2 separate regions of the Zea mays genome follow, and region 1 is linked to region 2. A link is a contact called in public Hi-C data. All regions are on one chromosome and are shown on one strand. Each heading gives the region's core, a stretch centred on a gene start, on an enhancer-like site or on the middle of the called end of the contact. The rest is flanking DNA. Distances are from core to core; before and after follow the strand shown. Region 1 has its middle 84 kb from the start of LOC100381911. Region 2 holds the start of LOC100193855.

What was found. Hi-C and Micro-C count contacts between places; a contact is called where the count stands out from the background.
Region 1: a contact with region 2 is called in a Hi-C map of ear, with 2.3 times the contacts expected there. The contact joins the enhancer-like site here to the promoter of LOC100193855 in region 2. A contact is called at or near these places in 2 of 25 Hi-C or Micro-C datasets (ear and leaf).

The regions. Positions count from the first base shown.
Region 1 is chr5:103,727,251-103,729,950 of Zm-B73-REFERENCE-NAM-5.0, reverse strand. No RefSeq gene overlaps it. Among protein-coding and RNA genes, the nearest start is that of LOC100381911, 84 kb to the right of the region's middle. Within about 2 kb of position 1,325, at least 17 of the 20 cell types and tissues checked have an H3K27ac peak or open chromatin away from gene starts, as enhancers often do. A contact at or near this core is called in ear and leaf, where this site is marked.
Region 2 is chr5:103,529,580-103,532,560 of Zm-B73-REFERENCE-NAM-5.0, reverse strand. LOC100193855 reads left to right here and starts at 1,514. Exons shown (of 6, transcript NM_001359306.1): 1 at 1,514-2,139; 2 at 2,593-2,981. The coding sequence starts at 2,606.

The sequences.
Region 1 (2,700 bases), core at 76-2,575, 200 kb before region 2:
CAAAATTAATACTAAACCACCATGTGATGCAAATGACAAATTAAATTTACTTCCATAAATTAATCATGTGAGTGTCCGAGCCGCTCATGACTGTGAGCACGACTGATATACCAGTTTTACACTCTACAGAGGTTGCGCATCTTTACCCACAAGCCATGCTACCCATTTGCCAAGGGGTCCAGAAGTCCCATTCATCTCTATCGAGGAGACAAGGCAGGGGCACTTAAAGGTCTTTCCAAAGTTCCACTAGTTTGAGAAAACCCGCTACGGATTCAGGAAGAAGGAAGCATAGGAATCCCCCTTCCAGAAAGCTAGATAGACAGTCCGACCCAAGAACCTCCCTATACGCTGCAGCGACGCCTCCCCTCTTGCCCCTTTTAGGTAAGGTAATTTCTCCCTAGCTTTCCTAATTACCTAGCCAAGGGTGCCCATTCCACCCTTGTGGTAGCACTGTTTTCCCGGGTGGTTCTTCATGTTCCAATTAACACAGTAATCTTATCATTAACAATAAATAATCAATAGTAATAATAAAGAATGATCATGTGTAAAATTTATCTCAACACCCAAAACCACATATAGCAATAGCAGGACTACTCAAAAGTTCAGTGGTGATCAAGGCACAAGATAAAGAAGACTAGGGTGACCTATTGGGTCCCATCAAAATTAAGCCTAAACATGCCAAAGTGATTATAGAGAACATTATTGGGTAAATAAAAGTGGTCAAGGGCATAACTTGCCTTCAACGAGTTCCTGCTCAGTATTTTCCACCTGCTGAGCACCTGTCTCCTCGGTTGCTTGCTCGTCTACTCGCAAAAATACAAACAGACATGTTATAGGAGAAATTAACATTACACCAAACATTAGAACATAATCCATGATAATATTTTATGTATCATAACGAGATCACAGGTTCGAGAACCACTAAATTCGGAGTTACGGTTAATGAATTATGATTTTCCGAAGTTTTAAGTGTATGATATAGAATAAATTAAGTGCATAATTTTAATCTATGTTTCATGACAAAACAGGGTTACCATATGATAAACAATATTAATATGAAATTAATGCAACTGGAATGGGTCAAAAAGAAGTTAAAATGAATTAGTTATGAATTAAATAAGTTTCTGGAATTATTTTTATACTAGAAATCATTTTCTGTTTTATTCCTGAATAATTTAAACGGTTCTGGACTGCGGACATAATATTGTGAAAGCGAAGGGTCTTTTTCATAAACCTAAGGACGAAGCCGCTACACTTCTTCACTCTAGCGTGGACGGCGGGTTGATTTGCATTTTCCCGAGGGCTCAACTGCAAAATAGAGCTGGTTACAGAGTGGCGGACGCAGATCGGCCATCCGATCTGAGTTCAACGCTCCAGATTAGACTAATACGTGGATGAACCGGTATGCAATACCACACGTCGATATCAATGATGTGGATTTTAAACACTAGAGATCTGATTCTACTCGTTTGATTTAGATCAAATGACTCAGATTCATCTGCGTAAAATGCTTCCCTTCATCTAACCCAAACCGATCATCACCAGACCAATGGTCCCAACCATCACAGACCCCAATCTAATCTCATCCGTCCACTACGAAACGGATGGTAGACAACTATCTTCTCCTCCCCGTGGCGATGGAACGCACCACCGCCCTTCTCCACGGCGGGGCTCACCGGCGAGCAACCCTAAACGGCGCCATAGGCACCCCCAACCGGCCCTCGGATCCAGATGAAGTGCAGCAGATTACGGACTAGACGTGGTTGCACTTACCGTTAATTGACGCAGGGGATGGCCTGGTCCGCGGCGACGAGTGGCACCACCGCGAGTCTACGACTCCGGTGAGAAATTTCGGGATCCTCAATTGATTGCTCCGCCCGACGAGGCCACAGACGATTTCCTCATGACACGACGAAGCTCACAATCCTGAGTTTGACAACTTGATGACACAGAATACGCGATGTGACTCCGACGGCCCAATACCCTCACTGCACGGTGACCTCACCGTGACTCTCGATGTTCCTGGGTGTGATTCGAATGGAGGAGTTAGGAGTACGATGGTTTGGGGGGTTTATATCCCATGGACGAAGCAAAGAACCCATCTGGGGCTGACCTAGTGCTCTGACAACATCAACGAAGGTGGTTGCGAGCTCCGCCAACTCTGGTGTTGATGACAACCAGCCAAGTGGGCCTAGCCGGCGGTGACTGCACAACAGAGAGGAGGCTGGCGCGTGGGCCTCGGATGCCATTGTAAATGCGGGCACGGAAGGAACGGCCTGTGAGGCTGTCAGGTAGGTCAGGCTGTTGGCGCCGGTGCTCGGAGACAAGAGCTAGGCTGCGCGCGGTAGATGACTGGGCCAAAATGTGGAGTGGCGGCCCAGCTGTCTGCTTCTTCTCTTTTTTATATAATTTATATTTTATTCCCAAATCAAAGATTCAAACAAAACTCGAATTCTGACTTTGAATTTTTAGTTTTGCAAATATATAATAGAATCTAATAGGAATATAAATTCTACTTTTTTGCAATAATATTATTTTTTCTCTCCCTTTTGCTTAATTAGGGAAGGGGTAGTTGACTTTATTAAAATTTTCTTTCTAGATTTAATTTTCACATTTTTCCTTTTTAAATTTTAAATCCTAGTAGGGTTTGAATAATTAGATTCCCATTAATATGCAACTCATACAAAAACATCAGCATGC
Region 2 (2,981 bases), core at 265-2,764:
ACTATTCATATTCTTATTTTATATAAATATGAATAAACATCAACGATATTTATATTACATTTGTACCTTCGGCTTGACAGAAGGTGAAAAAGCGGGAGTGACGCGTGTGCGATTACAAGTCAGCGTGAACAGTATGGTGTTACTGTTCATCTATTTATAGGCACAGGACACAGCCTGAACAAAATTACATTCATGTCCTTGACATTTACTGTTGACCATAAAGCAAACCGTCGAGGACTAAACAATATTTTCTCCTTTAGGTCGGTTTCTCCTTTTATCATCGCTATCACGCTAAGCCGAAGCTCCTTCAGCCACAACTTCGGAGCTAACTTGTCCTTCGTTCAGATTGCATCTTCATACCATGCACACCTTCATCTCAAAGCCGAAGTCTCCTATAATGATCTATGTTATACTGAAAAACGTGTTAGTTAAGTTTTTGAGGACCTTCGGAAGAGGAAGGCCCCCAACAAAGGCAAAGGTTACTAGTAATGAAGAGGCAGGGCTGATTGGAGCATTCAAAGATGGTGCTAAAAGGCTTGCAATGACTATTGAGAAAGCTGGTTCAGATGACCTACCACCTGACTTGCTTCAAACATTGCAAAGTATTCCAGGTTTTGATGACACACACAAGGCCTTTTACTTTGCATATCTAGTGAAAAATCCTGGATTGGTAAGACAGTTCCCTACTCTCCCATTGACATATCAGATAAGTTTGCTTGCTCGGTTCGTTAGTGAGACCTTTCCTTAGATTATGAGGACCGGTGATTAGGACTATGCTGGAGGTTAAGTGGAAATTAGAACTATGTTGTTCTTTTGTTATGTAAACCATGGCCAATACTTTGTTTTCAAGTATTGGGACTGAAATACTGGCTTTGCTATGTCGAAATACTGGGTTTGTTATGACCAACACGGATGCTCGGTTTGTTTGTTTTGAAATACTGGTTTTGAGATTCATTGTAATAGTGTATGCTCAGTTTGTTTGTTTTGAAGTACTGTTTGAAATATTGTTTTGAAATGCTGTTTTTATAATGGTGTATGCTCGATTTTTTGTATTACTATATTGTAATATTGTGTTTAACATGAAATATTGCGCCCTCTTCTTGTATTATTCATAAACTGAAAAGGCGAGAACTGACCACTGTTTATAGAACAAATAACATTTGTGAAGCTGAAACTGGGTTGGTTCCATCAACCAGTGACAACCAGCATCCAAACAAAAACTGGGTTGGTTCCATCCAAGTTCATCCCTTCTACCAAACAAAAAAAGTGGTGACTATTAGGGATGACCCTACCCCAAATCAGGGATGACCCTACCTCATCCCACTTTGACCTTAAACCAAACACACCCTAAAAGGAGCTAAATGTAGGTCAAGGAACCCTATTTTACACTCATACCTTCAAATCCCATTCTCTCAGTACGAGGAACATGTGTGTTTTTTATTTTAATATAATAAACTTTATTAGAGTAGTCCAAACAATCTAAACTTTAATATTTTAATTCACATGGTTACTCGTGAGATTGAAACGGGGCCACAGTCTCCACCGAACTCTGCAGCAGATCCATCGCTCTCAGCCAGACCACATATCGCCCTCGTCGTTATCTAGGTCACCGGTCGTGTGCCGCCGCCGCCGCCGCCGCCCGACGCTCTCCGTGGATAAGGTCAGTCCGGCCACGCATTTTATTTCCGTCCAAGAAAGGCAGCGCCGCAAGCAACCGGACAGGAGCAGTCGAATCCGGCAAGTTAAAGGAAACTTAAAAAGAAAAGGGAAGTAAAGACCGGGCGCGTCACTGGCATCAATCGGCATCAATCCTCCCCTGCGGAAGGGAAGGAAGCCAGAATTGGGACGCAACCTGAGCTGGAAAGTTGGGCCTTTTCCTTCGAAAGGGACGGGGCCGCGGCGAACCGGGGCGGCAAGATCGCCCTTGGACAGTTCTTGGTAGGCGGAGAGAGATATTATATCATATTCTGATATCACTCACCTACCCGGTCTGCCGTTCGCCTATAAGAAGACCGGAGGCGAGGAGGGAGCTCCCTCCCTCTGCAAGTACAAGTTGTCCTGTATTTGGTTTAGTTTGCGCTGCTGTATTTGTTCAGGGTTTTGGTCGCGTGTTGAGGAAAGATTCGGGGTTCTTGAAAGGTATGCTCTTTCCTTCCTCTCGTGTGTTCATCTTTTAGAGCTGCTGTTAGAATTATATGTTTGGCATCCCAACATTTCTTTTGTTTTCTTGAAGGGAAATTTGGTGAACTTGTTTGGATTTAAGGGGCATAATAAGATAAGTAGATGGTGGTTGAGTATATTAGTAAGTGGCTCTATGAATTAAAGAAACCAGATCTTAGCATACCTTACTTATGTGAGTTGTCATGTGCATGGATTTCTAAGCTCAAATTAGCACCCCATAGTGATCTGAAAGTCACTGGAACATACTGTGTGGTTGTTACTACTAGTTTCCTAATATATAGGGAAATCACATTGGCGTTGATCATCTAATTTAGAACTAGTCAAGAAATAATGGTTGAAGATGACTAGCAAAGGTTATGTCAATTCAAGGACCATGGTTCCAGTGTGCTAACTGAAGTTTCTCACACACAGTTGAGTGAAACAAATGGGGTCATCAAGGAATGTGCCGCACAAAGTGATGCAAGATGAGATCACACCTCTTCTCCCGATCAAAGCTGAGGAGGATGCAGTTCATGAGTTCGACGGAGCTTCTTTCTCTGGCGCGGTCTTCAATCTGTCAACAACCATTGTAGGAGCTGGAATCATGGCTCTGCCTGCGAGTATCAAGATGCTAGGCCTTATACCTGGTATTCTAATGATCATCCTTGTGGCACTGCTCACCGAGACATCCATTGACATGCTGGTCAGGTGCAGCCACCAGGGCAAGATTACATCCTACGGCTGGTTGATGGGTGACACATTTGGTCAGTGGGGGAGAATTGCGCTACAAGCATCGGTGGTGATAAACAATGTCGGCGTGT